Linked DNA regions of Mus musculus: all the other regions are linked to region 4. Evidence: chromatin contacts called from public Hi-C and promoter capture Hi-C data. All regions are on one chromosome and are shown on one strand. The core of a region is the stretch at or near the end of the contact, and the rest is flanking DNA. Distances in the headings are between cores, read along the strand shown.

Region 1 (4,999 bases), core at 1,437-3,936, 2.1 Mb after region 4:
AATTGACACATTTTAAAACAGTATTCAGATACTTTCAACAGAGCATCACAAAATACATTAATTAGGAGAAGCTAGAGAAGAGCCCGAGGGAATTTCCTTTGTGCCTCCATTGCAACTTTTCTGTGACTCTTTGGCTACCTTAAACTGAAAAAATACTATAAAAAGAAGTCAGAACAAACTGAAAACACAGGCAAGAAAACCCACAAGATTTCTCACGAAGCATCTTTTTGAGTTAGTCAATACAATTTCCTATATCAATGAGTCTGTGATAGGAGAGCAAGCTAAAAAAGGACTGGTTGAAAAGATGCCCTAAATCTCCACGCATTACTGACTATTGATACTATTTCAAATTTGCAGATGTAGCGGCTGTCTAAAAGAAACCTTTCTATTACATAAGATTGATAGTATTTTTTTTTAAAAATGGGGAGAGAATCAGTTTCTTCAAGTTTGCCAATTAACGATGAAGTGAAGACTGCCCAGCCACATGATTTACAGTCAGTCTGCTCTTTTTGGAAAGCTCTGTCCTTCAATACTGATTTACAAGTACAGGTATTTCCCGTGATGCTATTCGTAAACTCCTGAGAAGGCCTGTGTGCCCATCAGCTCTCTGGTAAAGAACCTGTAAGAGGCCGTCTGAGTGTAAATTACACAGTTTACATATCTGAAGAGCTGCACATAGGAAGGGCTGGTTCGAGCCATGGGAACATCATTCTAAAATGCCAGTGCCAAATTTGGCACACAGTAAATGAGATTTAGACGACATCTTCCTGCAAGGTGCACACATTTCAGAAATTCTCTCCATAAATATTCATCAGGGAGAGAGCAACGAGGGAGGCTTTGCTCTCATGTGATTTTTACAAATAATTTTTATCCTGGCTGTAGTATTCCCTGACACATTGTTAACATATTTCCATCTTGAAACAAATACTGTATGGTAGGCTATGTAAATATCCTCCTCAAAGAGCATATCCTAAAGATGATGGGCACATTTTTATCCCTCACTAGTATTTCTAACATGAAACAGGTGTGGGGAAAGTCCTATCTTTATCCTTCACATAAACATAAGAGCCATCAGTAGTAAAACTTTTCAACGTTCAAGTGGCAAAGGACTTCCTGACAAGCTTTTTGAGAAATTTGTCCTCTTGGACTTACAGTATAGTTGCTTCCCTTCCTGAATTGTATACTTCCTTAGATTGTGGGGTTGAATTATGCATTTTCAAATTCATATACTAAAATCTTAACTTCTTGTGTGTTAGCGTTTGACCTGCTTATGAAAAGGGTCTGTAATTATTTCACCCAATTAAGAAGAGCTGATACTGGAACTGGACAGGCCTCTGGCTCAATATGGCTGGTACAGGTTACAAAGAGGAATCTTGGATACAGACCCTCATGAAGAAAATAAGCATCGTATGAAAAAAATGAGTTTACACTGCTACACACTAAAGAACTATTTAGAAGTAGAAGAGAGATCTGAATAAATCCCTGCCCCCATGCTGACACCCTGACCCCAGATGTTCAGTCTCCAGAATGGTGAGGTAAGCAGTTTCTACTGTTTAAGCAAACATGTTTATGGTACTTTGTTTCCTGGAAGCCCCATGATACAGTTAGGTTTGAAGCTGCAACCTCCTGGAATCTACATTTTAAATATTCCCCCAAATGGCTTGGAAGTCTTTGAGAAACAGTGCTATGTAGATAGGAAAAAGAAATTAAATCCACCTTTCGATGTAGCAAATACGTGCTTGTTCTTGTAATTTGCCAGCAGTCTTAACTTGGCTGATGACCCATTGGGGGTCTTGCCAGGGGAGGCCTTCACTACCCATTTCTTCCCACCACTTACAGAAAATACATACTTATATCTTAAAAGAGACTGAAAAGCACCAATCTTTTCTTCTCTCCTACCCTTAATAGCTTGATTACTCCGCTTTAGATACACCAGCTGTTACCTTGGTAAAGCTTGTGTCTGATATTCTGCTTAACTGACAGAGCCGGAGGGCTGTAATATTCTCCTTTGTGTGTCTCTGGCTTCCAGCCAGCAAACACAAATAATGCACTCTGAATCTCCCCTCAACGAGTGTGATAATTGATGATCTCTTGATGGAGAATGGGAAACAACACACGAAATTTGCTCCATATTGTTCTGCGTTGGAATGAAAACTTTTCTGACAAGGCAGTCAGAGCCAAAGTGGGAATGTACATCACCGGAAGCTAGTAAAGTTTAGTCACTGCAAAGATCTGGATCTCGCCACCTCTGGATCGCACTGCCCCTGTCTGCCTGCCCTCCCTCGACAGCGCTGAAGTGGAATCCGCACTTGCCCCTTTCCTGTCTCCCTCACTTTCCTGGCTTACCATGACAGAAGCAGGAACTTTGCTTAGGGATAAGTGAACTCTGCAGAGCAGGAACGCTCACGGTTGTCAAGACGACAGGCCACGCCCACTCACAACTCCCAGTGTTTTGCGAAGGACAACCTGCGCAATCGCACTGTAGTCTTCCGGTGAGTACTGCCCAAGTCGTAGACTGGTTACACAAGCCACACTTCCCACATAAGGTACGCCCACATCGCGGCTTTTACCTAATCCCGCCCATTTCCGCCTGATGCCCCGCCCCAGCAAAGAAAGCGGCCTCGAGTCCCATACACTGCTGCCTGTAGTCCCGCCCTGAGCCCACCCCCGCCTCTCAGCTCCGCCCACTTCCGGCAGACGGTCGGAGCATTTACGGCCGTGGTGCCGCAAAGCGCTGGAGTGAGGCGGTCTGAGCAAGCTGTCGTCTGGACCCCAGACCTGCTGGTGGTGAAGTATGCCTTAGGCGAGGGCTTCCGGGCGTGGGGAGAGCTGCGTCTCACACTGAAACGCAGGCTGACCTGGAACTCGCGGGCATCCCTCAGCTTCCTCCTGAGAGCTGGGGTTATAGCCGAGGCCCGCCACGGCCAGCCTTGTAAAAAGGTTTCTTCCTCGCTTCTTTTGCGTCTGGACGAGCCCTTCCCGGGGGATCTGGGGAATGGCGCCAGCTCACGACTAGGTGAAGCCATAGGTTCCGGGCGGGTCCCCCAGGGAGTCATCTGGCCACAAAGGCGAGCTCCAAGAGGGTCGCTACCTTGATATTAAAGTAGTACAGATTCTTCACTGATCGTGGGAGTTTAGTTTCTATGCAAAGCATTCGCCCTTCTCAAGAGCTGCTCACACACTAGTTTAACGTGACTTCTAAGAACCAGTAAGCCATTGTTGTCCCAAGGTCACGGAGCGCTGTACTGTTGTGGCAGCCTGCAGAATTTCAGCCCTTCTCCATAAGAAAAGGCACTTGAGACGTAGAGGAATGGAGACAGTTCTTTAACCCAACCCCAGCTTACGGCCCGTCTAACCCAAGATAGAGTACTAATGCTCTGTCCCTTACATAAACTAAATGTTCTGTTCAGTAGGACTGACAGCTAGTTTTTGTGGGTTAAGGTCATTGGTTGCACAACACTTAAGACCTTACTGCCCTCCGAACCTTGGTAATGAGATAAAAACTTAACACCTACTGCATATAAATTCAAATTTGTTTTATCTTAGCTGTTGAGGTATGGAAGGTAGCCTTTGTTTTGAATTATTCAACAAAGCAACTACTAGTGTTTAGTGACAGAAAACCTCAGACTAAACTAGGAAGTGGTGTGGAAGTACAGTAATTAACATGGTGACTCAGGAGAAATGGCCTTACTCAAAATCACTGTGTCATTATCAACTTCTCTCCTAAGAGGAAAACTAATAGTAGAGATGTGTTAGATCCCATGGTTCAAGACTCTGTGCATGCTTTTTTGAGTTTTGATGTCCTCTAGTCCCTGGGCAGGATTTGTGAGTAATAAGAGGGCTGCTTTCTGGCATCTCTTCATCTTGACACGGGTTGTACTAGCCCCTCTCTCCTGTCATGTACCTGTACCATCTAAAGGCGTATGGTCGCACAACCTCTGGTATGGGGAAATCTGACAGGACAGTTTTCCAGTACAGTCTGAAGGAATACTGAGTCTAGTTCACTAGACCACTGAAACAATACACTGCCGTCTCCATTTCCTTCAGCTTTTTTTTTTTTTTTTTTGGTCACTTGAACATCATGGGGCAGAATAACATCATTGGGCATCAAGCCCCTATTAGAAATAATAGTGTCCTACTAAAATGACAACGCCATCATTCCTTTACTCAAAGTCCCCAGGGAGAAAGGACTTACAGCTCCTCCTTGCACATATCCATGTTCCTGGAATAGCCCGTGACTTTGAGCCATGCACTCATCCAACTTTGATAACTTCCAGGACTCCATGCAGGTCTCTGCAGCAATTAAGTTGTTTTCTAGTTTGCAAACTAAAGGTTTTTCCCAGCAGCAAAAATAAACTAAAAATTCCTGAAAATCAACTGTATCATAAATTACCATCAAAGTGCATGGGGCAGGGGTAGGCGAATCTTTTATTACTCATACTCTGTGGGAAAAGCAATTGGGAAGGAGAACTAAGGCAGGTCTCTAAAAGCTTTCACAAGTTACAAATGCCAAGTTTTATCTATATAATAATTTCAAGCCACATAGTTTTAAGTCATTCTTCAACAAGGTATACCATCCTGGTATTATATTACTCCTCCCCTCTCTCCCTACTCCCACTGTTAATATTATTAGTTAAACACACCTGTTAAATTACCTTTCAGTATTACACTAAATCTTCAGGGAAAGAAAACAAACCATGAAATTAAAAGAGAAAAGAGAGAGATGGTTATGGCAGTAAGACTCTGGAAGCTGGAGCCCATGAGTGACTATGAGTCAACCCTAGCAAACCTCAGTGGACACTCACTACTCTTCCCAAGAGGAAGCAAGCAGAATCAACTAGGATCTGTACACTTGGACACTAAACGCAACACCAGTCACAATTGTCAGTATTAGTGACAGGGTGCCACTATGTAACTTCAATCATAGCTCTCCTTGAACTAAGGGTCTTCCCCTGCCTCAGCTTCCATCCAGCTCAACACAATAATTTTTGGACGAATT
Region 2 (4,527 bases), core at 1,233-3,732, 2.0 Mb after region 4:
ATGTGTGTCTAGATGTGAATGGATGAAGGTAAGGAGGCGGCTAAGACATGGGAGCTTCACAGCAGTCCATTCACAGATGAGTGGATAAAATGTATCAATCTTGGGTAACAATCTTATTCAACCTTAAGGGAGTTCTACCGCATATGGCAGCATGGATGAACCCAGAGGATGTTAGGCCTCCAGTCATGGAGGATGGGGAATCTGAAACAGCTTAAGCCTCCAAAAGGCAGAGAGTAGGGTGGCTACAGGCTGAGGAGAAGAAGGCAGAGTTACTTTTCATCAGGTGTAAAGCTTAGGCCATTGTGACAAGTGACCTCCTGACATCTGCTGCATGACACAGTACCTGTTATTAACAATACCATATCCTACATTTAACCGTACTGTACACACTGTACCTAACAGTACTGTATACACTCTGACATTGGCAACACCATACATGATGTAGTTAACAATACCATACACACAAACAGTACGAGCATAGAACTGGGCTGTAGACAGTTTGGCTGGCAGCAATGCCAGCTTAGCATGCTCAAAGCCCTGGGTTCAAGTCCAGTCTTTGTACTGAATAAATTAGACTTAGTGGTTGTCTCAGCAAATAGTTAAAATTCTGCTTTATACTCCTGGTAGGTTCGCGTTAGCTTTTTGCTCACGTTGGTTTATTTTTAATATACCTTACCTAGATAAATGGCACTTAAACTGCCCCGAAGCTAGCATACACTCCCTTCTGATATTCCTGAGTTAACACTTACTAAATATATATTTTATCTTTGCTGTCCAAGACCCTTCTGGGCAGCCCTTCTGGGGCTGCTTTCCCCCTCGTACCTACATTTCAGCCTGCTCTCCCCCCTGCTCCTTCCTGGCATAGTCTGTCCTATGCCCTTCTCATGGTGGGATCCCTTCTTCCTCCTCCTCTCTTACTCTGGAATTCTAAAAGTCCCGCCTCTGTCTCCTTGCCCAGTCATTGGCCACTGGCAACTTTATTTTCCAATCAGAGCCAGCTGGGGGTAGGCTTCCTTTAGCCTACATGCAGGACACTGCAAACAGGTTTTTGGGTAACATAAATTAGCATGAGAGCACAAGCTGCTCTAGGTGGTGGATGTGTGTAATTCCAACTCTAGGGAGGTAGAGGAAGGAGGACCAGAAGTTCTCAGCTACATAGAAAATTAGAGACCAGCCTGGGGTATATGAGATCCTATCTCAAAAGAGCATTACCTCTTTTAGTAAGAACTATAAATATTTAAGAGTGTAGATTTCAATATACATTGTTCATATTGTTTTAGCGCCATTACAGAGCATAAGCGACTGTAGGCGGTCGCGCAAGCAGCTTTGGGGAATGCCTCTATATACAAAACGATGCTGAAAGGGCCGTGGTCCTTCTTGCTTCTGATGTTATAAGCAGTGCTGTTTTATGCAGGCACACAGTTAGGCTTTAACTGCAAGGAGCCTGGGACTGATGGCTGTCTTCCCTCTACCCCCCCCCCCCACTTTGATCCTAATTCAAAATGGGTGGGCCCAGTGGGTTAAGGTTTGTACTCAAGCAGTTCCTGGTAACCACTGAGTCATCAGTACGCCACAGATTAGTCTTGCTGGCTAGCGGAGAGTGGGAGCCAAATGAGAAGTGCTAAAGGCTCAAGGACATTTGTGGTGGGAGATAAGAGGTAGAGAATGACCTCTGAGTTCACAGTGGGAATATCCAGTGAGTTTCCAGCTGTGTTGGGGGAGATACTTCCGGTACTAAAGCTCTGCCCGTTTCCTATGATTGACAGTCCAAAGGAGAAAGGTTAACGAAACAAAGACGCATTTCCCTCCGCACCCACTTTCCTCTAAATAGCTCGTGTTGGTGTGTAAAAACTAAACTTGTCACCCTGCTCCCAATGTAGAACATCCTACTTGTGTGCCGCAGGTGTCACAGCGAGCTCGTGGGGAGCCAGTCATGCCACGTGCTCATCCGAAACAGCCCGAGGAAGCTGTGGAGTTGATTGTGAGCTCTGGGGTTGCTTTACTCAAGAGCCTGTATTTCTAAATGCTTTCATTTTTTCAGGTCCTCTCTAAAGAAGTTTGAGTTCCTCACAGTTTCTCAGAGTGACTTGTGACTGAAGTGTCACTGAAAGCTCAGGGTGTTTCTGTCGTTCCCTCCACACACCCCCTCCCCCCCTTTCTTTTTTTAAAATTTCGACTTCATTCAGAAACCATTAGACATTGCTAAGCGGCTGCAAGATGTGCCCACTAGGAAGAAGGTCCATAGCCAGAGAGCACATAGAGCCAGGGGTCCGGAGGCCTTGGCAATATGAAACTCAGGGATATCACCTCAGATGTCCTTAAAATGTGAAGCAAAAATGGAGGAGGGGGAAAAAAGGAACTATTCAATTGTCCCAGGAGGCTGGCCTTTAGCCTGCGCAGAGGAAGTGCAGGGCGCAAGGGTGCAGGGGTGCAGGGGTGCAGAGGAGGCGGTGTTAACAGCCTTCTGGTGAAAGAGGGGAGTACAGAAAGCTTAAGTTGCTTCTAGGGACTCTCTGGGTGGAAGGATCTGGGCCTGCTGCGCCCGCCCGTGCAAACAGAATTGCAGAAGTTGAGCCTACGCTTATCATTTCCCTGAGAAGAAAAGCATATTTCCAGTTTCCTGTGCCTAAGAACAAGCATCCAGCGCCCTTCCCGCGGCTCAAACCCAGGCTGACCTGTGCATATGGGTCAGGGGGATCAGGATGGGGCCTGCGCATGAGGCAAGCCTCTGCTACAAGAACTAGAGGAAGCGATTCCAGAAGGAGATCACAGTCCCCAGCACTACTCAGACTCAGGAGCTGAAGACCAGGGGCGTTCAGTGTAAGTAGCTCATTCTACTCTGGTTCATGTCGCCCAGGATGAGGAGGAAGAGCCTCTGCCGCTTTCCTGGATCCCAGCTGCTGGGTTAGCCAGTGGAAGGGTTAGCTAGCATCGCTCGCTCTCGCTCCCGGGATCTCAGCCTCTGGCCAGGGCCATAGACCCCTCCCCTGCTCCCCGCACCCCAGGCTGTTGCTAGATTTGTCTATGGCTATCTTTCCGTTTAAAATGAAACAGAGCTGGGGCTTACTTAGCTCAGAGGCAACTTACCCTTGTGTGCAAGAGTGTGTATCAATATTAAACACATGTAAACTTGCTTTAAAATTTTTAATGTGTTCTTAATATAAATGTGTGTGTGTATGTATGGATATATATGCACACTTTAGTTTTGTTTTTGAGACAGGGTCTCACTGTGTAGTTCTGACTGACCTAAAACTCTCTGTAGACTATGCTCACCTCAAACTCACAGAGATCTACCTGCTTCTGCCTCCAGAGTGCTGGGGTTAAACTGTGTGCGTTCCTCTGCTCAAATATACTTTACCTTTGAAACGGGTATTTAGAATTTTGTGTGCCAGCCAAAGGCCTATTATGAGCATTTACCAAGAATAATGTGAGAAGACAAGTGTCAAATTACAAATGTCAGGCTATTTATAAACCTGCTTTATTCTACAAAGATGAAATGGAAATTGTAAAGCTTGCGTGCCTCGCCGTTTACCGGACAGCTGCTTTTGTTCAGTGAACTTCTTAATTTAGTGGGACAGATTTTTTTTTTCCAGACATAAGAGTTCATTTATCTCGTGACCCAAATGGTGCTTGGTCTGGGTTTATTGTGAATTTCTGTACCTTTTTCACTGTTGGCCTGAGGAAGTGGCTGAGGCGTTTAAGGAATTGCTTCCTTTTAGAATAGCAACATTGTTCAATATTTTATTGTTACTGTCTTGGTTTGTACAGCTCACTGGTTTTCAATGTTTCAGAAAGCAATAAAAACTGTTCTTTAAATCAGGGAGGGTACAGTGTTGTCATTGCTCAGGAGGCTTTGGAGAAGGGTCTCTTGTGAGAAGAGCTACCCTGTGGAGGCACCGATAAGCAGCTGCGCCCAGTTTGGTGCTTCAGAGCCCATGCTCAGAGCACTAACCCACCGGCCACTTACATCTGTCTTTTGATGAAATTGATATTACATCTCAGTGTTTTGTGAGCAAGTAAGAATTTGGGTCCCCCTTCTCAAGGGTTCCCTGTGGCATCTGAGCAGGAGTGTCTACAGTTATGACACATCCCAAAGGCCATTGTGGGGTTCCTTGCTGGTTATGGTCCTCCAGCCCAGCCTCCAGAGACAATTGGTTGGAATGGTATTAGAAGCGCTTTTTTTTTTTTTTTTTTTTTCATGTGTGGACTTCCTTCCTCAATGCACCTGCTCTCGAGCTACCAGAATTCATGGAACACATGTAGATGGGTGTATTTTGCCTGCCCAGAGAAGGCACACCTATGGGTTTTTGCTCAAGACCATGTCTTTACATGAAGGTCTCTCTCAACACCTGTGAAAATCAACTTTTGGGCAAAGAGAGCAGTTCACATTTTCACAATGCTCTACATAGCAGGTCGACTTGGGACAGCAAAGAGTGAGGATAGTAGCCACACACACACACACATACACATCCCCCACCGCCACCCAGGCCTCTCGAGTTCTGAGTCAGACACTTGAATTATGAGTCG
Region 3 (4,669 bases), core at 224-2,723, 2.6 Mb after region 4:
TAGTGAAACAACATATGAATTTGCACTTCCAGGTCAATGTTCCGATGTCCTTTGCTGATTAAAAGCTATTTTTAAAGGTGTGTGGGTGCATTTTTTGAATCTGAGCCCAGTTCTTTCTAAACTTTTGTTACTCACCTCTGATTCATTTGCCTTTTTTCCCCTCGTTGTCTGTTGCCTCTATCATGGCCTGCTGCTCAGGGAGGTGGGGGTGCTGTTGCTGAATCACAGCTACTCAGGAAAAGCAATCCAAACTATGCCTTGGAGAATGCTCGACTTAGACTTCTTTCTCTTTTTTGACAGTCCCATTCTGTAGCCCAGGATGCCCTGGAACCAAAGAATGTAGCCCAGGCTGTTCTTGAATTTCTGGCAAAATTCCTGCCTCTCTCTCTCTCTCTCTCTCTCTCTCTCTCTCTCTCTCTCTCTCTGTGTGTGTGTGTGTGTGTAATAATATATGATTCACTCTTTGAGGTCTGATACTGCTTGTTGCTAGGGTAACATATACTGACCTCGAACTTGTGACAATCCTCTTTCCAGTGATCCCAACTCTTTTAAAACCTTTGTTACATTCGATTCATTCACTTCATTTTTTTTTTTTTTTAATCTCTCCTCACTTGCAACGGTCATCACTGGTTGCTGCGGTGGACATCAATTCACAGTTATTCTACAGGAAAAGCCATTCAAACCAGTCCTTGGAAAGGCTGGGCCGTTTCTCCCTTCTTTCCTGTCAGCAGACGCAGAGCGGTCAGCTGCAAGGTCTCACTGGCCTGGCGACCCCAAGCCTGCGAGCGACTGGAGGAAATGTTTAACCTCAGCCAGGCTCCGGCCCACCGGCCTCAGCGCCTCCCACAAAGCCGCACCGCGCTGTCCCGAACCTTGTCTGCAGGCGGGGCCGCCGCTGTAACCCGAGCTGGTGAGGGGTATAACACTGCTCCTCTCTCCAGCGCCGCGACCAGAAAAGGGGCGGAGCCTCTGGCTCTTGGCCCTCCTCCCTGGCCCTCGGCCCGCCCCCCTCTCAGCCCTGCATCCAGCTCTCTCCAGCTCTGCACCCTGCTCTCCCTTGCCCACCTGCAATCACGGCCCTCGGCCCCGCCTCCTCGGCCCTCCGCCCCTCCCTCCCTGGCCCTTGGCTCCGCCTCCTAGGCCTCCGCTCCGCCCTCCCGGGCCGTTCGCCCTGCCTCTTTGGCCCTCCGCCCCTCCCTCCCTGGCCCTTGGCCCCGCCTCCTCGGCCTCCGCCCCACCCGCCCAGGCCCTCCGCCCCGCCTCCTCGGCCCCCCACCACACTTCCCAGACCTCGTCCTCCCTGCCCCGGCGCGGCCTCCCCGGCTGGCTCGCTCTCGCGGCGGCCCTCATCCCGCCCCTGTGCGGGGCTCCGCGGCCCTATCGGTCCCGCCCTCCTTCCTCCGCCCTTCCTCCTCTGCGCCGCTGCGCACCGCCCTCCCTGCCGGGCCAGGCCGGCGTGCGCCCTCCCCGCGCGTCTCTCTGCCGGCTCAGCCCTCCGCGCGCCGCCCTGCGGCCCGGCCTCCTCAGCCCCGGCCCGCCGCTCGCCCTCCGCCGCCGCCGGCCGCGGCCGTCTCAGCCGCCGCCTCAGCCTGGGCGGGCCGGGCCTCCGCCGAGGGCCGTGCACCGGGACTACGAGGACGGGCTGCGAGCGCAGTAAGTACAACTTTCCCGGCCCGCGCCCCCCGCGGCGCCGCTGTCACCCTCGCGCCCTCACCTCGCCTCCCGAAAGTTGGCCCTGCCCGGGGTCGCCTCCTTCCCGGTGTCCTTGGCGAGCGACTTTAGAGGCCACTTTTGTGGGCGAGGGGAATGCGCGGTCGGCCCTCTCCCTCTCCAGATGGAAATCGGATGCTCGCCTGGAGGGAGAGCTTCCCCTCTGGAAAAGGAAAAGTGGCGGTTGGAAGGCTTCTGCATTTTGTCTGAACCGTAGCCGCCCTGCCTCCCCGGTGGCCAGCCCCTCCGGGGAAGCGAGTCGCCCAGAGGCGGCTTGCAAAGTTGGCTGCGTCCTGCACCCTGGAAACTTGCAGAGGGCAATCATAGGAGGCTCAACTTTAAGGGTCGGGGGCTTGGCGTGCGAGGCCGCTGCGGCCCGGTGGTGGGCGGCGGAGACCAGCTAGGGGCTGGGTTGCTCATTTCAGCATCGCCGAGCTGCCCGGGGTTGCGGAACCACTACTTTCCCAGCATCGAACAGCATCAAGGGCTCAAGCCCTTGGATCCTAGGTAGGGTTTAATCGCAGTCAGTTCTGGTCCTAATCTTTGGAGGCACAGAAGGAAATATGCAGGACACGTTTCCTAGCCTACTCCAGCTTGTCAGGTCAGCTCTGCCAACACATCAAAGCCTTGCGTTAAGGAGAAAAAAAAAAAAAATCCCTCCAACCCGCTGACAGCAGGGACGAACACTTAGATACCTAACTGTAGATTGGTGCTCAGCCATTTTTCATGAGACACGTTTTGTCCCAGGGAAGTATATTAAATATGTGGTGATCTCTGCGTTTCTGCCCAGTTTTGGGATGTGTATGTGTGTGTGTGTGTGTGTGTGTATGTGTATGTGTGTGGGGGTGTAGGTAGTTTTTCTTTCTTCTTTAAAAGTCTTTAATCTGTGGTTGCCAGGGGTTGTGATCGTACCTTGGAGGCACAGAAAACCGGCACCTTTCCTGTTTTGTTTTTTAAACCCAAAAACCTGTTCTTTGCTGGAGGCAATCGGGAATGTCAGCCCACTGCAGGGTGGGGGTGGGGGTGGGGTGCTGATAAACCCAGGAATCAGGGCTCCGGACAACTGCGCTAGCAGTTTGGGAAGTGGTTTGTGCTTTATCCTCTAGTGGTCATGTTAATGGTTCTTGTGATCGTATATATTTCCATGGGGAGCTACCCCTAAACCTCAAAAGTACACACGGCCAATACTCCATTTAAGAAGACTGGACACGCTTTGATGATTCTTCTACTGGAGGATCAGATTCAACACAGTGTAATTTGCAGTGTAGGTAATTAAATCTTTTCTAAAAATCCTCCCAATCAGTCACCCCTCCCTTGAAGAGTCTCAAGATGGTACTTTCCGTACCGGGCTCAATTGGCCATAATGGACTGAGATCTTTGCCATCAAGCCCTGTTTCTGGGCTACAGGAGCTTTGGGGGACAGCAGAGAGCCCCTAGAGGGAGCCAAGTCACGGGGCTGACTGTGCAGATAGGAAAGGTTTTCAGTTAGTGTCAGTGTCCTGGAGAGACTCAGTTCCGAAGGTGCCCATGCCATTCCTGGGGTCACACTACCTGAATTCTGCATTTTTTTTTTTTTTAGAGCTGTTTGGAAATTGTAGATTTAGCATCATACAGGGTTGTTGTGTTGCTTTTCTTTGCATTTTTGTCTTTAGAGTTTTAAAGCTTATGACTTTTAAAATCCTAATCCTCCGTGCTCACTTTTATAGCCTTTGTATTTGGTGGCATATGTTAGTGCTTGACCTGAGTGCCTTGCTTTCTGAGAAATGGTTAATTTCTTAAGAAAAGGTTTCCTGTTTCTTATTGGACTTTCTGTTGTTTCATAGAATTTGGGAGTAAAACTATTGTTTACTGCAGGGTATCATTGCTCTTTTTGTTGGAGTTAATTTTGGCAGTCCGGCTTTGTCCATTTATAAAATGTTGAAGTCCCAGAAAAATTTGCAAGTGTTCAAAACTTGGCCAAGTTCATTCTAGGTGGAGGTGGAATAGGGTTGAGGTGTGGATAGGAAACATTAGAAATTATAAATACAGGATTTGAATTAAAGAGCAATGTATCAACTACTGGCTCTTCTTGGCTGTTACTTTGTTTCAGTCCTAAATATCCTAATGTAGAAGTAGTTCCTAGTGTTCTATAGACTTGGGAGGGATGCCTCCTAGCAGCTAGCCAGACTTGTCAGCATCCAGGGAGCCAAGAATGGTCCCCGTTTCTCTAGCTTTGTGATCTAAATTCACTGCCTTTAAGATGGGGATACTACTGTTATCAGGAAAGCTATGATGGACAGGCACCTCAGGCGTGCCTGGCACATCTTCGTCTACAATGGCAGCATCTCCCATTTCTCCGGAACTTTGTCTGTGCCATCCAGACTTGCAAACTCTTCCTTGCCTTTTCCGAACGCATCTATCCAAACAAAGTGTCTTGCTTACTCTGCACTCTCTTCTGTCCATCAGCTCTCAGAAACAGTTGACCACAAAGTACTGGCTATCTTTCCAGCAAAGTAGCTCTCAAACCTGTTTGATTTTCAGGCTCTGCCATGTTGTCCTTTAGTTCAAGCCACTCTGACCTCTCTTAAGTTTGCCGGTCTCCTTTGCCCCTTCCTGCTTGTTTTCTTGACAATAGCCTGAAAAAGAAAGCCATTTCTTCTTCAGGCCTTCAAGATTCCCAAGAATCCTTGGAGTATGGTATAGAATCCTCAGCAGGCCTTCTTGTGCTGTTTCTTGAGGCCCCAGCCCCTCACCCACATCTCCCAGAATACAGGTCAGTTCCCCAGCAGCCTGGCCTCAGGGCCATTTTCCCAGCTCCTGAGTAATTCCTCATCTTTTGAGGACTAGCTCCAGTATGCTTCCTTATGGAAGTCTTCTCTGTCCACTGTTTTCACATCCGTTAGACCCATCTTACTTCTTCCACAATGACAGTCATTCTTAATCTGTCAAAATTTATAATTATACTGTATTTTATTGTTTT
Region 4 (4,557 bases), core at 931-3,430:
ACTACACAACTGTCTTCCCATGGGAAATTCTTACCCACGGGAGACATCCCATTCCGTAGTCCACACCAATCTTCTCACCATCTACCTCACTTGATCATTTCCCCAAATGTGGCTCTGACTACTCCCCTTCCCGTCACTAAAAGACATCACCTGCATGCTCCTACACTCCTGTAACACACCAGCCTCCTCCAGCTTCTCCTCTGCCTCCTCACCCTTTTACACAGACACAGGCTACAGGCTCTCAGGAGCTAATGTCTCTCATCCAACAGGCGTTGCTTGACACTGACCTCACAACCTAAAAATGGTGATCTTTACCACTTTCTAGTGCATTTTTTTATGGCACCCATAACAATTTTTTCCTAATTTGCATTATCTACTTCGTAAATTCTGTACTTTTAAAATGTCTTAGTCACCAAAACAAAAGTTCCTTAAAATCAGAAACCAAATTCACCTTGTTCATCATTATACATACATCAACTAAACCAGAATAGCACAGGGCCTAGCAAACAACCATCATTCAAAAATAACATTCAGCACCTTGTCTAGAGAGGTGGGAAAGTTATAATAGAAGAGACTGCTGCTAGGCTGTGGAGATTTACAAGGTAGATCATCGAAGCACATTATTTCTGCCCCTAGGAATCCACTGCCTAACCTGTAAGATGAGGATATGGCTCCTAGTTAGCTTTGCTGTAAAAACTAAGGATTCAAAAGTACAAAACACAAATATCTCAATAATGAAGCTCAATACATATTAGATATTAATATCAGCTGTGTGGATTACTCTCCAGGCTGCCTGAAAGGCAGTACAACTTCAGTTATCATTAGATCTCTGTTGACATCTGGCCCAGGAGCAAACTGCTTTGGGTTTTGTTTTTTGTTTTTTGTTTTTTTTTTTGGGGGGGGGGGGTTAGTTTGGTTTGTGTTTGTTTGTTTCAATAAAAGATGAAGTTGAACTCAACAAATGCCATAAAAATAAATAAAATAAAAAATACAGTGAATTGCAGTTAATTAGGTTCTGGAACGTTTAAGAATATATTGAGTATAAGTATACTGTCATATGTCTTTGAACCCTAAGCATTAATAGCCCAAATGATTATTGCTCTAATGGTCTGCCTCATTATGTCAACTTTTATTACAATTTCTCCTTGGCTTCTTTCAGGTTGTGAGTTATTAACTTCCGGACAGTAGGCCTGTGCTAATTTGCATGACTTTTAAACTAATCATTAGACTTAAAGAGCAATTTTGCAATTGAAACCCATGGCACTTAATTGACTTCCTACCTCGAGGCAATAAATTACCCTGAAACAGCTCACCTCCCTACCAGTCTACACAAGGGCAGCTTTAGTGCTGCTGTTGTGTGTGACTTGCACTGATGATTCAGACGGTGTTGGGGTACGGGTTGGATGTAGTCGCACCGTGGGGCTGTGGGTGTCCCCAGAGGGCTGGCTGCGTGGACTTGCTGCAGCAATGGCCCTTAACCTCCTAACCGCAAACGAGGTCGTGGCGAGCGTCTCCGCTGCCACGCCTCGGACCGGCAGGTGGTCGGACCGACGCCCTGACCGCGAGCTTGGCAGCGGGACGTGTCCAGGACCGATGGCCACATCTCACGGGCTGGGGGCGGGCGGGCATCCCTCCACGGAGCCGGGGACCGCGGGAAGGGCAGGGCTCGGCGCCCCGTGCTCTGGGGGGCAGGACCAGGAACCAACCTCCACGAAGGCATCCGTCAGGTCACTGGCACGGTCCATCACCGGCAAATGGCGACCGGCCACAATTTTCACCTTCAGCTTCCCCGGCATCACGGCGGCTTCGGCCTCTCCTAGGATTCCTGCAGAAACAAACAAGCGAGTCTGCGCCGAGCGAGCGAGCGAGCGCGAGCCCGGGGGGGGGGGGCGCGGGGGCGCGCGGAGAGGCGTCGGGAGCGCGCGCCAACTGACAGCGGAGGGCGCGCGCGCCGCACTCACGCTCTGAGCAGGAACCGAGTCGTCCCGCGCGGCCACCGAGGCCTCATTCCGGAGAAGCAGCCGGAGGAAGGGCGCCGGCCAGCCGTGCTGCCCTACCCCTGACGTGCTGCAGAGAGCCGCCAAGTCCAGTCAGCATCCCGCAAAGCAGGCACCGCGCCCACCCACCTTTCTCCTCCCACCTTCCAAAAATGGCGGCTCGAGGGGCGGGAGCGATCGATCTCTCGGTGCTCTGCCCTGCGGCGGGGCCGATTTGAATTCGCGGGGCCATGGGAGAGGGGCGGGGCTGAGCTGGAGAGCAGGGGAACCGGTCGAGCCCTGCATCATCTACCCAGCCTCGGGTCGGTTAGGTGCAGGAGCCGTGCTGAGGACACGCTCCAGCGCTCTGGGCACCCGGCGCTGGTGACAACCCAGCCGCGCTTCATTTTGTTGGCCCTTGGACAGACTGCTGCTGCCAAGCATACTAGAGGAGTCTACTTTTAGTGTTTCCTGAGACGGCCACCAGGAAGGGGTACTGATGCGAGTAGTGGTTTTCTATGAATTTCAGTAAGAATCCTCTGGTTAGAGTCAGGTGTGGGGACGCACACCTGTCAACCCAGAACTTGGAAAGTGGAGGCAGGAGGATTGCATCGAGTTCTTAGCCAGCCTGGGCAACAGACGAAAAGTTTGGCTCAAAAAAGAAAAAAAAAAAAAAAAAAAAAAAAAAAAAAAAAAAAAAAAGGAAAAGGGACAAAAAATTACACACACGCATCTCAGCTAGTGAAAATAAATATTATTTCTTCAAAGACTTATTTCAGTCACAGGCAATTGTACTGTGTACTGGGTTATAGATGGCACTTCACACTTCCTTATGTCAGTGTGAACTTTGTGTGTCAGTGTGAACTTTCTTTTTTGAGGCAACATCTTGCCTGCTGGCCTCTCCTTGGTATGCAGCCCAGGCTGGCTTTGAATGTGGCAGTCTTCCTGGTGTATTGTCACAAGTGCTAAGGTGATGGGTTTGTGCCTGCACATCCAGCTCTCTAAGTATTAAGCATTCACACGCCTAAAGGAAAGGTCTACAGTGCTGGCTAAAAGTCAGCAAGAAACGAACCTCCAGCGGTACATGTAGTCAGTGTGAGAAATGAGCCCGAAGAAGACCTCACTAGGTCTCTGTAAATTGACCCCACTCTAGATACATCATGAGCCTGTCAAAGTGGGGTATTAGATACTGCTTCAGACTATCAGAAAATGATTGGGGTTGAAGCCCACACACAGGATGGAACAAGAGCACTTCCTACACTATGGCAAACCCAGCATTGGCAATACACTCTGTAGTAAATACTGAAATCAACACTGAAAATGCCAGTGGGAAAAAAATCACAGCACTGAATTTATCAGGAATGGAAAATTCCTAAATGAAGATATCAGCATGGTCTTTTTAACTTCAAAAATACTAAAACAGGATAGAAAAATTACTTGAAGTGGTAATGAACCAGAAACGCCCTTTCAAAAAGAGTCCTCCTGAGAAAGGAATTTTGCCCATGGGCAAAACTGAATTCTTCCAAAGAAAATGTCCTGCTCAAAAGAAGAAAAAGAATAAGTAAAAGATACATTGTTGCATACTGTTTGGACTAGAGAAATTTCCATCCTTGTCAGTAACAATAAGATCACAATCTCACATAATTTCCTTGGACCCACCTGTAGCTTTTTCCTAAGCACCTAAACTATCCTTGCTGAATTCAAGGGTCTACTACAAATCAGTCCATGTTCTTTACATTGTTTTCCCCTTCACTGAACCATTTTATTTAATAAACCATTTTTTAATGAAATCTATATCTAAGATTGTTCTCTCTGCATCTTCTCAACTGTTCCTCATCCTGCTTGGCGGTAGTCTTTGCAGTTTTTGGTCTGATGATAAACTCCTTGCTGAGGTAAATGCCCACACGGACATGTGGGCCGCTGGCCTTTTCTGCTGTCAATTGTGGATGACATTTCCTGTAAACCTGGACTGTCTTGCCAATCAGCTGACCTTTTAAGTGTCCTCACACAACCTGAACTTCATCCTTTGGGATACACAGAGATCAAGCCCCTGCCTCAGATCTTTGGAAAGGGGGATAGAGATGTTGAAATCCCTTTCCCATCGCTCCAGTTAGAAAGAGCTGAAAATAGTGACACGTGTCTTTAATTCCCAGCCCCAGAAAGGCAGAGGAAGGTAGATCTCTGAGTTCAAAGCCAGTCTGGTCTACATTGCAAGTTCCACTTAGGTCAGAGTTACACAGTGAGAAACCGTCTGTCCCTGCAGCTCCCTCCCCACCAGAAAAGAAATTTGCAAAAGTCCTTCAGTTTGTCAGTCACCCACTAGCAATGGTGCCCGAAGACCAGAGCTGCCTTATTATACGGATGGCGGGATAGAGATAGCTTTTTCTAAGGAAAATATATTGCCTTGTTACCAATTCCTCTTTTAAAGTATAAATGCAAAGACCGGAAGAGGGACTGCCGAAACTTCAGGCCCAACCTGGGCTACAGAGTGAGACTCTGTCTCTGAAAAGAAGAAGGCAAGAGTCTGGGGATGTAGCTCAATGGCCAAGCACTTGCTTAGCACAGGAGCCTTTGGGTTCAA
Region 5 (4,959 bases), core at 2,204-4,703, 2.2 Mb after region 4:
CACCTCCTCCAGTAAAGCTCCACCTCCTCTAGTAAAGCTCCACCTCCACTAGTAAAGCTCCACCTCCTCTAGTAAAGCTCCACCTCCTCTAGTAAAGCTCCACCTCCTCTAGTAAAGCTCCACCTCCTCTAGCAAAGCTCCACCTCCTCTAGTAAAGCTCCACCTCCTCTAGTAAAGCTCCACCTCCTAAAGGTTCCATCCCTGCAAAGTCACCCAGTAGCCAGGGACCCACATATGAGCAGGTGGGAACCTTTCACATCCAGACTGTAGTAGTGTAGTAGGGATGTTGAGTCAGAGATAAGTGGTACCGAAAGCTGTCATTGGGGCAGCAAAGGGTGCGGGCAGCCCAAGAGGCTGTGTTAAAACTCTCACATTTAGGAAGGCACCCTAAAAATTCTAGCATGTAAGGGACTGGGGAGAAAGCGGAGGCAGAGACATCAGGCTTGAGGCCACTGGCAGGAGAAACAGGTTAATTTCCAGTCCACAGATGGGGAAACCAAGCCCCTGGCTTCACAGGGTTGCCTAGGGCCGACTGTCCAGTTGGGGTTAACCCAATTAGTGTAAACCCAATCAATCAGATGGCCGCCTTCCAGAGTTCTTGTGTCCAGTACTCACAAGTGTGGCCTTACAGTTTCTCATTCAAATATCGGATCCTAATGACAGTCCATCTTCCCAAATGAGGCTAGTCCAGCCTGCTCTTGTCTAAGAGTGGATAGAGCAGTCACCTCACAAGGGGATCCGTGCACACCGTCTGACCTTGAAGAAGGTTGTTAGCTAATCTGAGCACTACTCAGTTTCCTAGGCTCTCAGTACGATTAGTAAGAAGAGGTTCTGCCACTGCCAAGTGGCTGCCCAAAGTTTAATCATTAAGCAACTTTACAGAGCACTTTTACAAATTCAAGACAATTGGAAAATCAGCTTAGTTTACCTTGTTTTCCCAAACCATTTTTTTTTCTAACTCACGTTAGATACCCCTGACAGCCACCATGTTAAACCAGGATTAGGGTGACTGTAGTTGGTGGAGAGCAGGGACGAACAAAGACATCACTGTCACAGCCCCTCCCCCAGAGACAGGTGCAAAGGGCAGCTAAGAGGCTTTGAGAACTGTGTGAACTCTGGCCTGGGCTCCGTCCTACCAGCGGTCGGTCCCAGTGAGTCTGAGAATTGTTTTCTTATCTGTAAATTGGGCTCAGCTCACCCGATACTGTGAGAGTTTAACGGTCTCATGTGTGTCGGAGACCTCCAAATGTTGCCCACAGGACTGTCCTGTGACCAGCTGTAGCAACTGCCTTTGTTTCAGCCTTGCTGGCTGTCATAGGGACTGAGTGTAGAGCCAGTCCAGCTAAGGTGGGAGAACCTTGCAATTGCCGGGGAGCCATCCCCAAGCAGGGGAGGCAACAGCACAGATTTCCCAGAAGTCAGACAAACGAACGAACGTATCCAGCTTCATTTCATCCTTGGCTTTGTGCACAGCAACGTTAAATCCTGCACTGGATCTGCTCCGAGTGTGAGACCAACCTGGGCTACACAGCTTCAGGTCAGCCTGGTCTGTAGAGATCTATGTCAAGCACACCTTTCTAAGGAAGAACAATAACAACAACAACAACAAAAACCAAACAGACAGACAGTCAAACAAACAAAAAAACAAGAAGGGACCAGGCACACCCCAGACCCTTTGGTGGGTAACAACCCAATCTTGGCTTACTGAGAACTGTATTTGTGGAGGTAGCTGAGAAGCCTTTGTGTCCTGCATACTAGTGAGGGTCTCCCCATTCGCCATCTGTTCGTTAGGTTAGGGTGGTAATCATAGCACTTTAGGTTAGCTCCTTTCTACAAACCCATCTAACAGCCTGATTGTCCTTAAACGAATCTGAGGTCTGTGTCATTATACACTCAGGTGAACAGGCACCCAGGCATACTAAACTTGGTCAGTGTCTCCCTAGGGCAGCACCCAGTGCCTGAGCTCACCGTCAAGACCAAATTCTGCTATAAGATAGAGGTATAGGGGAGGAGGAGAGAGGAAGCCAGCCAGCTTTGCAGACACCGGGTCCTATTCAGGGCTCCTCCGTCCTCTGATGTCATGCGCTTCCTGCTTTCGCACTGCAGAGTCTGGCGATCAGTCGACTGAAACGGGATGATCACCGCCACTATCTTGCATCTTATTTTCCATGATCACACTGTCACCTAGCCAACTGCCCCGCCCCCTAATCCCACGACTCTTGGCTTTCCAGCTCGTATTGTCTTCCCCTCCCCCCCCCTCCAGGAAGACGGCTTCCAAGCAGCAAGTACCAGGAAACCCCACTACTGGTGGTGACTCCGACTGAGGCTTGGGGTGGGGTCGGAGTGAATCTTCTGCTCTTGCTTGAGAGTCCAAATCCCTAGCTTAAAAAATGATTTAAAGTATATAATATACATATATATGTGTAAATTCGTATGTATAGTCAAGCTGGGCGCGATGGTGCACGACTGCAACATCGGTCTGCAAACTCAGACTTGAGGCAGGAGTTTCGCTGAGAGTTCGTGGACAGACCAGCTTGTGTTATACAGTGGTCTACAGTTCAGCTTAGGTTAGAGTTAGATTCTGTCCAAAGAGCTAAAAAAAAGAGAAAGGAAGGAAGGAAGAAAAGGGAAAGGAAGAAACATTAATTGTTCAAGTGACAGAGCTCTCCCTCTGTCCAGGAGCCCAGGCAAGGACCATTAGGAGCGGGGCGAGACCATTGCACTCTGCACTCTCCGTCCGGGCCCAGCCCCCTCCCCCCCTCGACACCCGCCACCGCGCAGCTCCGCGCCGCCGCCCAGCGAGCGGGAGACTCCCCAGGGCTCTTTAAATACGAGCTATAAATACCACCGGGCTCTGAGAGCACGTCACCGCCCCGCCGGCTTCCGATTGGCCGCTCTGGGTATCTCATTTGCATAGGGGCTGACACAACCGTGCCGCGACCTGGACGGGAGCGCGCCTGCCCCTCCCCGGCAAGACAGTGGGCGGAGTCGCCGGACCTGCCGACCGCCAGGTCTGAAGTAGGGCGGGGTGGGTTGGCATGTGTCCGTCATCCCTGCCTCGCAGAGGCTGAGACAGGAGGATTGCCTTGAGTTCCAGGCTGGCCTGGGCTATGTAAAAATGTGGAGAGAAAACTATACATATATACATATATATGAATATATATACACACATACACATATGTATGTGTGTGTGTATACACACACACATATATATACATATACATACATACACATATATACACATGCATATATTTTTAATGAAATAAAATGGGGCAGGTGGTGGTCCAGTAGGACGTCCTTCGCCTTCAGGGAACATCAGCTCTGCCCGCCGATTGACACTGGATCTTTTTGCTTTCTACGAAAAGTTTTCAAGGAGACCCGGGAGCAGATGCTGCGGGTGGCTCCTAGCGGCTAAATTTAAACCACGTGAGAGCTGACCCGCCACGGTTCTGTGAGATGACTGGCCACTCCGATGCTCAAAACAGACTGCGTGCTGTGGTCGCTGTAAGACGCAGCGAGCTGGAGAAGAAAGCCAGCAGGGCTCGGAGATGCAGGACTTACGATGTCTCCCGGTTTAGAACCAAATTTAAACTGCATCCGGGTGCGGTGGAGCTGAGGCAGGAGGATTGAAAGCCACGTAGTGAGATCCTATTTGCAAACAAACACCCAAGCCGAATTTAAAAAGCAAAAAACAGTGTCTCCCTCCAGCCGGGGGTTAAAAAGCCAGGTCCTGAAAGCAGGCGCGGCACATCCAGGAGGGTCTGTCAGGTTGTGCGAAGTAGTCAGACAAAAAGCACAAGCCACAAACATCTTACTAAATTATATTAATCGACGTTCTCCCGTGACATCTGTGTAGTCCTAAATAACCCAGAGCTCATTCAGCGACTTCATGTAACAGTGAAGACAATGCCTCAAAGCGGACTGCTTCGTAGTTTGCAGTTTTTTTTTTTTTTTCCTAAGAGAGAGAGACAGAGACAGAGAGACAAGTAAGCGCTTTGGATTCTAGCAAAAGAGCTCCCTCTGCTGGCAAATGCTTCACCATCACAGATACCCATAGACAAAGATGGGGCAGGCTGGTATCAGGACTCTCAGGGCGAGCTGCCAGAGCTTCAGGATGCTGTTAGGTGAAATCACAGATGCCATTTTTTTGGTTACTCTCAAGTAAATGAAATCATACAATTGTGAATGTTGCTTTATGTTTTTAACCCACACATGCCAATAAAAGCCATTTTTAAAAACCTTATAACTAACCCTGATTAAATTAAAGCAAGAGACAGATGTGTTGTGCAAACATCATTAACTATGTATATATAGAATATTTGCATCATAGACACCTTCCGATAGTTTTAGTATTGTGGAGGAATTTTTAAAAAAGAAGATTTTAGTTTTAGTTTTAGTTACATGCTTCCATGTGAATGTCTGTCACCTGTGTGCTGTGTCCACAGAGGTCAGAAAAGGGATGGCTTCTTTCATCTCTCCTACAGTGGGTGCTGGAAACTGAACTGGGATCTTCTGGAATAGCAGCAAGCATTCAGTTGCTAAGCCATCTCTGTGTAACTGATCTGACTGATCTGAAAGCACTATGTACGTCAGGCTTCATTGTTACCTCTTTGCGTGCCTAGTAAATACGAAGGCTTTAAAATGCCCAGAAAGCCCTGCTTTAACAAGAGGGAAGCATGCCATGCTGGAAATCTAGCCATCTACCCAGAGCTAATGGAGCCATGGAGCCCGGAGAAGGACTTACAATGGACACTTTACTAAACAGACACATTCCCTAACTACATTATGAATATTTGTCGTTATACCCACAGACAAGCGTAGTTCTCGCTGCTAATCAAGGGAACTTCTCTTTGCAACAGAGGAAGGGCATTGCCAAAACCCAAAATGAAACAAAACAACAGAAACTGATAAAGAGAATCCGTGGAGCCCAGTCCCAAGGATCTGTCACAATACGGCTCC

The links. Promoter capture Hi-C pulls out the DNA fragments that hold promoters and counts their contacts. A called contact is a pair of places that touch in the nucleus more often than the background predicts.
Region 1: a contact with region 4 is called in a promoter capture Hi-C map of liver, with 4 times the contacts expected there. The contact joins the promoter of Etfrf1 here to the promoter of C2cd5 in region 4. A contact is called at or near these places in 4 of 39 promoter capture datasets (the 3T3-L1 cell line, embryonic stem cells, liver and 1 more), 1 of 484 Hi-C or Micro-C datasets (the N1E-115 cell line), 3 of 115 datasets of contacts at active chromatin or transcription factors (astrocytes, large pre-B cells and stem cell-derived neural progenitor cells) and 2 of 9 other capture datasets (adipose tissue and liver).
Region 2: a Hi-C map of B cells shows a contact between it and region 4, with 5 read pairs. The contact joins the promoter of Lrmp here to the promoter of C2cd5 in region 4. A contact is called at or near these places in 1 of 39 promoter capture datasets (hippocampal neurons), 1 of 484 Hi-C or Micro-C datasets (B cells) and 4 of 115 datasets of contacts at active chromatin or transcription factors (the 230-238 cell line, bone marrow-derived macrophages, embryonic stem cells and 1 more).
Region 3: a contact with region 4 is called in a promoter capture Hi-C map of hippocampal neurons, with 4 times the contacts expected there. The contact joins the promoter of Rassf8 here to the promoter of C2cd5 in region 4. A contact is called at or near these places in 2 of 39 promoter capture datasets (hippocampal neurons and pre-B cells).
Region 5: a Hi-C map of muscle stem cells shows a contact between it and region 4, with 3 times the contacts expected there. The contact joins the enhancer-like site here to the promoter of C2cd5 in region 4. A contact is called at or near these places in 1 of 39 promoter capture datasets (hippocampal neurons), 1 of 484 Hi-C or Micro-C datasets (muscle stem cells) and 5 of 115 datasets of contacts at active chromatin or transcription factors (astrocytes, embryonic stem cells, large pre-B cells and 2 more).

Annotation. Positions count from the first base shown.
Region 1 is chr6:145,208,461-145,213,459 of GRCm38.p6, forward strand. Etfrf1 (electron transfer flavoprotein regulatory factor 1) reads left to right here and starts at 2,687. Exons shown (of 3, transcript NM_133688.3): 1 at 2,687-2,792. Casc1 (cancer susceptibility candidate 1) reads right to left here and starts at 2,510. Exons shown (of 16, transcript NM_177222.4): 1 at 2,347-2,510. The coding sequence starts at 2,349.
Region 2 is chr6:145,119,287-145,123,813 of GRCm38.p6, forward strand. Lrmp (lymphoid-restricted membrane protein) reads left to right here and starts at 2,483. Exons shown (of 19, transcript NM_008511.4): 1 at 2,483-2,820.
Region 3 is chr6:145,745,314-145,749,982 of GRCm38.p6, forward strand. It overlaps Rassf8 (Ras association (RalGDS/AF-6) domain family (N-terminal) member 8), which reads left to right and starts at 1,474. Exons shown (of 5, transcript NM_027760.3): 1 at 1,474-1,653. It overlaps Gm15704 (a long non-coding RNA gene), which reads right to left and starts at 3,061. Exons shown (of 4, transcript XR_869590.3): 1 at 1,715-3,061; 2 at 507-721; 3 at 136-324.
Region 4 is chr6:143,097,972-143,102,528 of GRCm38.p6, forward strand. C2cd5 (C2 calcium-dependent domain containing 5) reads right to left here and starts at 2,181. Exons shown (of 29, transcript NM_001362113.1): 1 at 1,962-2,181; 2 at 1,707-1,825. The coding sequence starts at 1,796.
Region 5 is chr6:145,337,983-145,342,941 of GRCm38.p6, forward strand. No RefSeq gene overlaps it. Among named protein-coding and RNA genes, the nearest start is that of Gm38926, 7.9 kb to the right of the region's middle. Within about 2 kb of position 3,454, at least 422 of the 459 cell types and tissues checked have an H3K27ac peak or open chromatin away from gene starts, as enhancers often do. A contact at or near this core is called in astrocytes, hippocampal neurons, muscle stem cells and 2 more, where this site is marked.